Linked DNA regions of Rattus norvegicus: region 2 is linked to region 1. Evidence: chromatin contacts called from public Hi-C data. All regions are on one chromosome and are shown on one strand. The core of a region is the stretch at or near the end of the contact, and the rest is flanking DNA. Distances in the headings are between cores, read along the strand shown.

The links. Hi-C and Micro-C count contacts between places; a contact is called where the count stands out from the background.
Region 2: a contact with region 1 is called in a Hi-C map of frontal cortex, with 2.1 times the contacts expected there. The contact joins two enhancer-like sites. A contact is called at or near these places in 4 of 12 Hi-C or Micro-C datasets (the Rat2 cell line, Schwann cells, frontal cortex and 1 more).

The regions. Positions count from the first base shown.
Region 1 is chr1:235,504,487-235,509,562 of GRCr8, reverse strand. All of the region lies in intron 4 of Glis3 (GLIS family zinc finger 3), which reads left to right. Among named protein-coding and RNA genes, the nearest start is that of Rnu6-613, 120 kb to the right of the region's middle. Within about 2 kb of position 2,657, at least 11 of the 93 cell types and tissues checked have an H3K27ac peak or open chromatin away from gene starts, as enhancers often do.
Region 2 is chr1:235,748,440-235,753,515 of GRCr8, reverse strand. All of the region lies in intron 2 of Glis3 (GLIS family zinc finger 3), which reads left to right. Among named protein-coding and RNA genes, the nearest start is that of Glis3, 58 kb to the left of the region's middle. Within about 2 kb of position 2,470, at least 40 of the 93 cell types and tissues checked have an H3K27ac peak or open chromatin away from gene starts, as enhancers often do.

The DNA of each region.
Region 1 (5,076 bases), core at 1,408-3,907:
GATGTAAATAGGTCTTTTAGTTAAATCCCCCGGTACAGTGTTGCTGCAGGAGTCAGGGTCTAATTTTCAATGTCAATACTGTCCTGGCGGTATGTCCTTGGGGCTGTTTGATAAAGTCCCTTGGTTGACTTGTCTGCAATATGTAAATTCCATCTCCTGGTTCTTCTTGCAATTCCCTGTAGTGTGAGTCTTTGTTCTCCTGCACACACCCCCTCTATGCCTGCCTTAGCCTCAGTAACTCCAAAGCAACTTTTTAAAATCTTTTCAATGCACTAATTTTAAAGGTGAAAACAAAGGCATTCATTGGTTACACAGGCAAGTGGGGGAAGTGTTATTCCATCCACATACATTGAGTACTGCGTAAAGAAGGGGTGGTTTAATGTATAGGCCATAGGCTGAGTAAAACTCTCTGAGAAAGGGTTCTAGGCATACCGTTAGCCTGATGATCATTTCATGCAGTTTTTCCTTGTGAGATGCCTAGGCCACACCTTCAAAGACGGAATGACACAGATGGGTGGCTGCTTTGAGACTTCCTTCTTTCTTCCCTGGTGCTGTGAGAAGCAGAGAGCTTAGACAGCCAGTTAAAGATCTTCAGGACTCAGCTTCCACCCCTCTGCCATGCTCTGAGTTGCATGCAAGGTCTGGGTGATAGAGTCCTGCCAGGTTAGCCAGGGAAAGGTGTGGCGTTTAATCAGATCCTGCCTGCTTCTCAATGCTGCTGGTATTCGTGTACCTTGAGACTCAAACTTCCTCTTTGCAGGGAGCTCAGAAGTTTCAGTGAAGTTGCAGAAGGAGGAGCCAAATAAAGTCTGAATCGCCGGAGTCCCAGCTTAGGCCCTTGTCTAGTGGCCAGGGCTGTTCTGTAATAGAGTTACTGTTTAGGACTTTTGCAGAGTTGGCTCAAGGTAGAAGGTACTTGGGTAATGAAAAGAGGAAGGAGTCTAAGTGGTCCTTGGGAGCGAGGTGGAAACCACCATTCATTCAGTGTCTTCAGGGTCATCCTAAAGCTAGAAGTCTGATCATGTGTAGTGTGCTAAAGAATGGGCTGAGATTCCAAGTGATGTCTCCAAGATTGTAGGCTCTCTGGGAATGGCTTTTATTTGTCAGGCCAAAAATATTCTGCTTGAGGGTTGGTTCTTCACTGAATTAGACAAAGGGCCTCCAAGCGCACTCCTGGTGATCTGCAGGCTTCCAGCCAGGACATTTCTGTTGATCTGGATACCATCTATAGTCTCAAATCCACGGCTTTTGCCTGTAACATTTTAATAGCCAGCCCGGATTTTTGGCAGGCTTTTGTTTAGTTGATTTTCCTGTAAGCTTGAAGCTCAAGGAATTGAAATTTGAGAGCATTACTGTGTCTTGGAACTTAGAATCAGAAATGCTACCAGAGATATGGGTTTTTTTTTTTTTTCTTCTTCTCAACTGGTGCACTGAAGAATGGAATTTAGCATTTATAAATGACCACTGGGCAATGGAACTATGAGCACTTGTTTTCACATATGATGTAAGCAGGTGGTTTGAAGTTAAGAAGTCCTGTCTTCCCTTACTCTTTGTTATTTTTTTCCCTTCCCTTCTCCTCTCTTCTCCTCCCTTCTCCTCCCTTCCCTTCTCTTCTCTTCTCTTCTCTTCTCTTCTCTTCTCTTCTCTTCTCTTCTCTTCTCTTCTCTTCTCTTCTCTTCTCTTCTCTTCTCTTCCCTTCCCTTCCCTTCCCTTCCCTTCCCTTCCCTTCCCTTCCCTTCCCTCCTCTTCCTCTTCCCCTTCCTCTTCCCCTTCCTCTTCCTCCTCTTCTTCCCCTCCCCTTCCTTCCCCTCCCCTTCCTTCCCCTCTCCTCTCCTCTCCTCTCCTCTCCTCTCCTCTCCTCTCCTCTCCTCTCCTCTCTCTCCTCTCCTCTTTGAACACCTCTCCTTTCTTCCTTTCTTTAAATATAATGTCCTTTGTGGTGAGAAATATTCAGGGGCGGATTGTTAAATGTGGTACGGTCCTCATCACTTGCTCGAGTGTATGTACATCAGTAAACATCACCCCCTCTTTCTCAGCAGCACGAAGGGAAACTTCTCTGTGCTGAGTGTGACATCCCTCAGCTTTCTTCTAGGTTTCCCTCTGCCAGCTGTGACTCTTCCCTGGCAAGAGCCCACATGAAGATTTCTGCAGAGCTTAATAAGTTACTGAATCCCCAGGTCTGTTTTGAAATTATAATATGCTAATTTTTTCCCTGTGGCTTTCGGATTCCTAAATTCTGGGAGAGGAATACTCGTCTGTCATTTTGGTATTTTTGCTTGACTTCTCACAGCCTTATTTAGGTAAGAATTTGTTCTGCAGTCCTGGAAACATCTTGGATATTTCTTGCTCTTTGACCCGGTGCCAGCCCTAATCACTCTTTTCAACCCGTTTTCATGGGTATGATCCTATCCTATTGGTAAATATCATGGATTATTTCTTTGGGTTTCCTAGCGGCCTCTGAGGCAGGCCATTCTTGGCACCAGAGATTTCTTTCTTGGGTACCAGGGCACCACCGTCTGTCCTCCAGGGAATTTGGGTTCAAGGTTCTGTGTTTTTCTCTGAGTGAATAAGGAATCTAATGGGACTTGGTGGGATTCTCTTCCCTTTTCCTGTGATTGATGGTGGCAGTACCTGGCTCTCACCCCACATCCTCTCCACTTGTGGGGCATTTCCCAATAGCATCTGGGTTACCTTCCCAGGACAAAGCTGCTCACCTCAGCCCAAGTGCTTTCTCTGTCCCCACTAGCTGTTCCCCCTGATTCCTGGCTTCTCTTGCTGCTGCAGAGCTTGCGTGTGCCAGGTGGGTCCTTTAGAGCATTCTGTCCCTTTTATTTATTCCTTTGTCACACTGGCATATTCCCTGTGCACCATTGTCTGAACTGTCATGAATTTTGGACTCAATTCCAGATTGTCAAAGGCATGGTTTGAACTGAACAATCCAAAAGAACAGAATAGCTTCAGCTCCTTTCGACTTTCTTCTCATTACCCATCCCGGCAGGGAGGATGGGGAAGAATGCATCCTCTAGGTCCTAAAAGAATGTCTAATATTCGTCCTTTCTCCGTAAGATACACAGCTTAATCCTTGCTTTAGACATTTTTCTTTTCTTCTTTTCTAAATAAACAGGGACTAATTGGAAAAAGCTGAGAGAGCTAAGCAGAAAAGAATATAAAACATTTACTGAGCTCGGAGGTGCATATTGAATGCGCAGGAAATTTGCATATGGATTACTTGGTGGAAAGAAAAAGAAACATTGTCAGCCCATTAGTTTCTGTGATGGCCTCCCACCGACTAAAGTCCAAGTACTCTGCCGTGTTTTCTCCAGCTGTTCTTTTCTGTAATCATTTCTCCTTGGCCACAGGGCAGCTATTCTGTTGGTGTTTGCTCTGCTGAGGAAAGGACAGAGTAAGGAATGTAATTGCACCTACAGCTTGTGCAGGCTGCTCCTGGCGTCCCTTGGATCGTACCCTTATTTCTGAGAGCCTTGCTTCCTCATCCCAGGGGTTGCCAAGCCAAGCCACCTTTTCTGTCTCTGCAGGTGTGATAAGTGGCAACCCATAGGTTGCTCCCCCTGGTGCCTCAGTTTCTCTAAATGCAAAATGAGAGGCAGTGTTTAGCAGTAGTTTAACTGGAGATGCAAAAGAATCAATGAATATTTATAAAAGTAAATTCAGTCCCTGGAATATAAGATTCCACAGACATGCAAAGCATAATTAAGGTAAAGAGAACAGATTAGTGTTAAATATATGTGTGAAACACATTTTACATTTCCTTCCAACAAAGGCTGAATTTCATTTACTCCAAGTTGTGGGGGGGAGCGGTATTGTGAATTAGGCTTCTAAATTTGGATTTTGATATGTTGATTAGTGTACTGTAGACATAAAGCAACATGTTGACATTTCTCAGCAAGTGTGTATGTGTCTGTGTGGAGTAGAAGATGGACATATATAATAAGCAAATGTAATTACCATTGGCATTATTCCTCCAGGAGAGCCAACAAAGAGAACTAAAGAAAGAATTGTTATCCAAAAGATACTTTGAGGCACTTTTTAAATCCATGAAAACACCATTAAACATGTATCCACTCTTTGCTCTGCAATATGAGGCGAGATCCCTTATGTGACAAGATATTAGATATTGTCTGCAGACATCATCTCTGTAATTGTGCCATTGTTTTAGAAAGCAACAGAACATGTCTCTTTACAGAGGCATTACTGAATTATTAAGAGGTGTGGAAACCAACATAAAAATTCCAAAAGCAGCAGTATTGATCATCCTATTTTAGACTCTCCACAGTGGAAGCTTCGAAGTCGTTGAAAACAAAGGATCTGTGGAAAGAAAGAGAAGTCCTGATAAGGAACGACCATCACATATTACAAAGCCCCAAGTGCCACACAGGCACTGGTTGTCAACGGAAGCATAGTCAGTTGTTCCAGGTTCTCAAAAAGCTTTATCTTTTGATCCCACCAGTTTCAATCTAGTTCAATCTACCAGTTTTATGTAGTTTTATTGGTCAAGGTCTCTTGGAGCAACTGCATCTTTCTGTGGAGTAATAGAGACGTAGCTAAACCTTGTAATGAGAAGTCCAGTTCATCAGAGAATTATTTAGTTGAGATCACTGGGTCCCAAGACCACCAAGGAATGGCGAACCTTTATCCCCAGCTAAGGATAGCTGAGCCAGAATTCACTTAGGGAGCAATCACTCTGTAATTGTTTTAATGGGAACCATCTGAGTTTTGTTCAGGTAGATCTTCTGGAACCTCACTGTGACAGACTGTGGCTCTAGAACAGGTGGAATTACTTTGCTTGGGGAAAGCTTTAAGAGATGCAGACTCTGGGCATCACCCAACCTACTGAATCAGTGCCGGAGCTTTATGGAGATAGAAACCCAGTCAGTGCCCCAGGATCCCTCAGGTCTCTGTGCCATCACCACACAACAAATGCTATATAAACTTTTCAGCACTTCACTAGTGATCATAGAATAAATGATGAACAGAGAATAGTCTTAGGATTTAGACAGTCTGACCCATTGCTCCTTATTAATAACAGATATCGCAGATGTTATGTGTTGAACACCT
Region 2 (5,076 bases), core at 1,221-3,720, 240 kb before region 1:
CTGGGAGGCTCTCATCTGTACATGTGTCTGGGAGGCTCTCATCTGTACATGTGTCTGGGAAGCTCTCATCTGTACATGTGTCTGGGAGGCTCTCATCTGTACATGTGTCTGGGAGGCTCTCATCTGTACATGTGTCTGAGAAGCTGCACAGCTCTTAAAGATGAGTCATTCTGATCTTCCGTGCGGACTGATAAAACCAGAGAGGTTAATTTTTCTAGAAATAGATTTCACACTGCTCCATAGTGGTGGTTACACTTTGTGAGGGGTACCGCATGGGTGTGGTTGACTACTACTCATTGGCTTGGTGGTCTTCCATAACTCAAGGTAAATCTCGTAACTCCTACCCCTTTTTACAGTAGAGGAAACCAAGACGTAGGGATGTTAAGGAGTTTGCACAGGTCCCGCAGGTGGGACATGGGCAGATTAAGAAGGACGGGTTCTCGCCTTCATACTCTGCTGTCTCCAAACTTTGAAATACTCTAAAACTCTACTTCAGAAGGGAGCACACAAACATACAGTTTCTTTATCTGGACCCCTGCTTAGCATTTAGGAGCTGCTTCTCCCTGTCCATATTGAGGGTTGGTTCTGAGTGACAGAGGTCCAGCCTGGCAAAGCACCCTTCAGTCTTCTCTGGGGAAAGGCGCTGATGTTTCTCTTCGAGTGCTGCTTCGCTGGCTGTTTCCATCTTTTAGCCAGCACGTTCACTGTGATGATTCTGTGCTGAACATGGGGTATACAGTTGTTAAAAAGGCACACATGGACCTATCACCCTGGAATCATATAGACTGAACGCTCAATGTGAATATGAAAAAATTAACTAAGCCAGAGTTGCATTTACTTCTGTTCATTATTGTCAAGAGACTGGTAAACAGGATTAACTTGAGTATCTATTGGAGACTATTTTGAACAAAGACACTTAACATGAATATATTGTTTCATGGGTAGGGAATTAGTAATTCAAACCAGTAGAGGTTTGAAATTGATTAAAGGGAAATGCTCAGATTCTTGAATAATGATTTAAATATGCTGAAACCTAATATCCACATAGTGCATGGTTTTAGATGCTAGGCAACACTGAAAGGGTGAGCCAGGGTAGGTAGCACTAGCACATACTCTCGCAGCTGTAGAATGTTGAGGTAATGAATTTGTGGCTTTCTCAGACCCTCTTCCTCATTTTTTCCCAAAGAGATTAAAACTCAGAGAAAAGGCATATGCAGTCTCTCCTCCAACTCCCCAATTTCTGACTCGTAGTATGAATAGACAGACCGGTTTACTCAAGGTCTCAAGAGTTCAAATTGTGAACATTTTGCCCTTTCATTTATTAGCAATGTCAATGATTTGAAAATTAATGTGATTTGAGTTTCATATTTCCTCCCCTTAGATGTGGTTGAAGTGCTATGAGTTCATCATGAATAAGGAGTTAAATCTTCTCTTGAGCCTGCCTTGTGAATTTCATTCTCTACTACTAAATGATCTCACCAGAGCCAGTGACTCAAGAGGCAGGTTTGCTCTGTGTGACCACTCTAGAGGACCACATTAAAGTGCCTGTGCTCCTTGTTTGTGCAGGAGCGAGTTTTCTTAACTCCATCACTGGATTCCAATGGAGGAAATAAATTACTCATGCATGTTCTAATGATTAAAAAATTTTCCAGTGTCTTGGCTGTCTAGTTCTCATCTGTTAGGGGTTCCATTACCAAGCAGTAATTGTTACACTTTTGACTAGCTGGCTCATACTATTTAGAAAGTCAAGTGAATGAAACATTTGAGTCACTGGTTCTAGGCCAAAAATTCAAAGACTATGCTATGCAAGACCACCTTTGGTAGTCATGGGAGACATGGTAGTTTTGAAGGACTCTCCCCGCACCCCCCATTTTGTCTGAATAACTTAATAACTTAGCCTTGTGGACAAGGTCCTTTTAAACTATCTGAACCTTGTTTTTCTCCTCTGGGCGAGCAGAAGGTAGTCATGGTAATGCCTGCTGTAGTTATCTCTTACGACTGCCGAGAAAATCAACTGTGATCACAAATCCGAAAGCTAGAGGGGCACCATGCAGATTTGTGTGACTGCTAGGGTTTAAAGACACTGTAGTAACAATGATGCTCAAAATGACAATTTTGATCTGAATTTTGGCTACAGTTGTGTATGTGGGAACATTAAATGGGTACTAGACGCTTTTGTGTGTTAGTTACAGTGACAGAGTCGAAAGTGCAAGTTGTTAAAGGAACGGATTTTGCTGCTTGACGTTAACGTCAGTAGAGGAAAGCAACTTGGAATCCTGTTTTTGTTTATAAAAGGGTTAAACAGTAGTTTCAGAAAAAGGAATAATAGAAAAAGATGAAAAATCAAGCAGGTAATGAGAACATGGGCTGAGAGAAAGCGGGGTGAAATAAGGGGTGAGGGTAGGACTTGGTGCGTCTTCCTCTGACCCCGTTTCTTGTGCTAGAGCTGAGTCAGAGCTTTGGCTCCAAGCCTTGCTGGATCTGCAACCGTGAGGCGGGAGAGCGTCGGCCATGTGACTCACGGTCCCCATGAAGTTAGCTAGTGGAGCAAAGCTGCAGTGAGACAGTTATTTTCTCAGGCGTTCTCATAAAGAGGCGTTCTCATAAAGAACACATGGAGGGCAGTACCTTACCAGGATCCCAGTGGGAGAAGGCAGACAGTGTTTTTGAGGCTTTTACTAGTGGGATTGCCAGAAGAAAAATTATAAAAATAATTTTTTTAAAACTCCCTGTTTTTGAGTTTGCATTTTCCCCTTTATTTCAATTATGGCTGAATGTATGCGTACCATTAGGTTAGAAACGAGAACCCCCGTCACTACTGTGTCCTACATCAGGGCACCTTAGGGGTACTGAACAGAAGTCTGGGGCTATTTGCTGAGCGCGTGGATCCAAGGGGAAGCAGCTTGCTCTGAGCCAGTTCTGTGGAGCACGGAGCCTGGTCCCAATATAACCACCGCTTGGCACTTGCAGCACGTTTCTAATTGTGAGTTTAGTGTTGACTGTGCTGTGTTTTTTTGTCTGTGGAAGTGTAGAAAGCTATTGAACGTGATGCCGCCCTCTCCATGGTATTTGCTGTTTGTTTGTTTCGTTTTCACTGTGGAAGCTACTGAAAAGCCTACAGCATTGGCTCAGAAATTTGTAGAGAGCAGATCTTCACACATAAGACTTCCAGCATTCACAATTAGACTGCCTGCTCTGCTCCTCTCATTAAGTATCCCTAGCGCCCAGAATGAGAAGACGTAGAAAAGCATCAATATTTTTAATCAAATTTAAATAACACAGAGCCTTTCGTTTTAGACAAGATGGAATTTCTAAGCATTAGCAAAGAAGCCTGTGGGAATTTTTGTGGCTTTCTTATATTGCACACTCGCGCACGCTCATAGAAAGTGACTTCTGGTGTAACAGTTGCTCACAAGGTTCCTGTGCTATGTTCAAGACTGACTAAAACAGTTTGTTCACCAGCAGCTTAGAATAAACAGGTGGCCAAGATCCAGAGGAGCTTGCTTCTCTGGAGAGAGGTTGGAGGATGAGCCCCTTGTCATCCATCTGTGATAGCATCTTGTGTGCTCGAGGGACTTTTAACGTGGGGCAGTGGATCGTATTAGATGCAGTAAGAGTCGGAAGACATGCATCTATTTCAGTTAAATTACTTGTTAAAACTGGGTACGAGTCTTGAGTCTTGGCACCCCAACGTCGAGTTAGTGAGCTGGGGCCTTCTGGCCATGGAGAGGCCCAGTGGGCAGTACAGGTATGAATTCCTTTCCCAGTATCTTCATGATTTGCATCATTCAGATCAATCTCATGGCAACTTCATAAGTATAAAAGGTTGGCACTTGTGAGGTGGACGGATCAGAGCTACAGATACACACGAAGTGACCTTTATCTTTCCTGGAAAGATCCCAGCTCACCTAGGAAGGAGGAGGACTTCCCTCCACTTCTCTAGGGAATGACACTCAACGGTGTCAACCTGGGGCTGCCCATTGATGCTCTTAGCAGAGGTCTTCTTTGCTCAACTCTTGCTCGGCAAACGCCACATGAAGGGAACAAGATGCCCAGTGTGGAACACGCCTCTTTCTAATCTTCTTGTCAGCACTTGGTGTCTTTTCTCTCAAACGCATGCACTTTCTAAGATAGCTTGTTCAGATATCAAGCATATAGCATGCTTGAAAAAACTCAAGTTGCCTTCTGTAGTTAAAATATAACAGATACCTGTGTACTTGGTGTTTCTTAGACCTGTTCTGGTGATGCTTCTGCTCTTTCCTTCTTGTAAGCCAGCACCGTTCTTTGACCTTCATATCCAAAATCTTTCCTAGTGAATGGTGCTTTGTGCAGGTGCTTGACAGTAGGGAGCATCTGAAAGATTGCGCATCTCTGTCAAGCTCTGGCATAAGGGTGAGGCAGAGTCACGGCTGGGTCTGTGTTGTAGGTGAAGAGTGTTAAATGATCCATGAAAGAAACTAGCAGGTAAACACAGGGAGAACATGTGTGCCTGTCCATTTTCCAGGGCCTCCGATGAGTCAGTGCAGGACTTTCTGGAAGGATTGAGTCATGAGTTGGACACACAGAAGAGGTGGTAGTGGGAAGGAACTTGGTGTTTGTTGGGGGATTACAAGTCAGAGAGATGCAATAAAAAGAAAAAAAGAGGAAGATTTTCTTCTTTCTGCAGGAGAAGAGCTGTGGCCCATGATGACTGATGTTTTTGTAGCATTAAGAGCTACATAGGTACATAAGTACCCTTTCAAAGTGCATTCAGATGTCACATGTACCAGGGCACTGACCTTAGGCTGAGCAAAGGTATTGAGACAGAGGTGCCTGCAGGTGACTCTGGCAACATTAATGAGGCTCCTTGGGGACATGAGCTGAGCTTTCCCTCTTTCCTGCTCTGGTTCTGTCTACAAGCAGCTTAGATGAGCCTGGCCTGCACTTCAAAGCTGTGCTCATGGAATCGAGCTTGAACTTGCCAGTGGGTAGCATAAGATATTCTTGCATTTGTCATACAAATGAGTAACCTATATCCCCAAAGAATTGTTGCATGGGAAATTGAGGTATTGTGGTCCTGGGTTCTTCTCTGACATG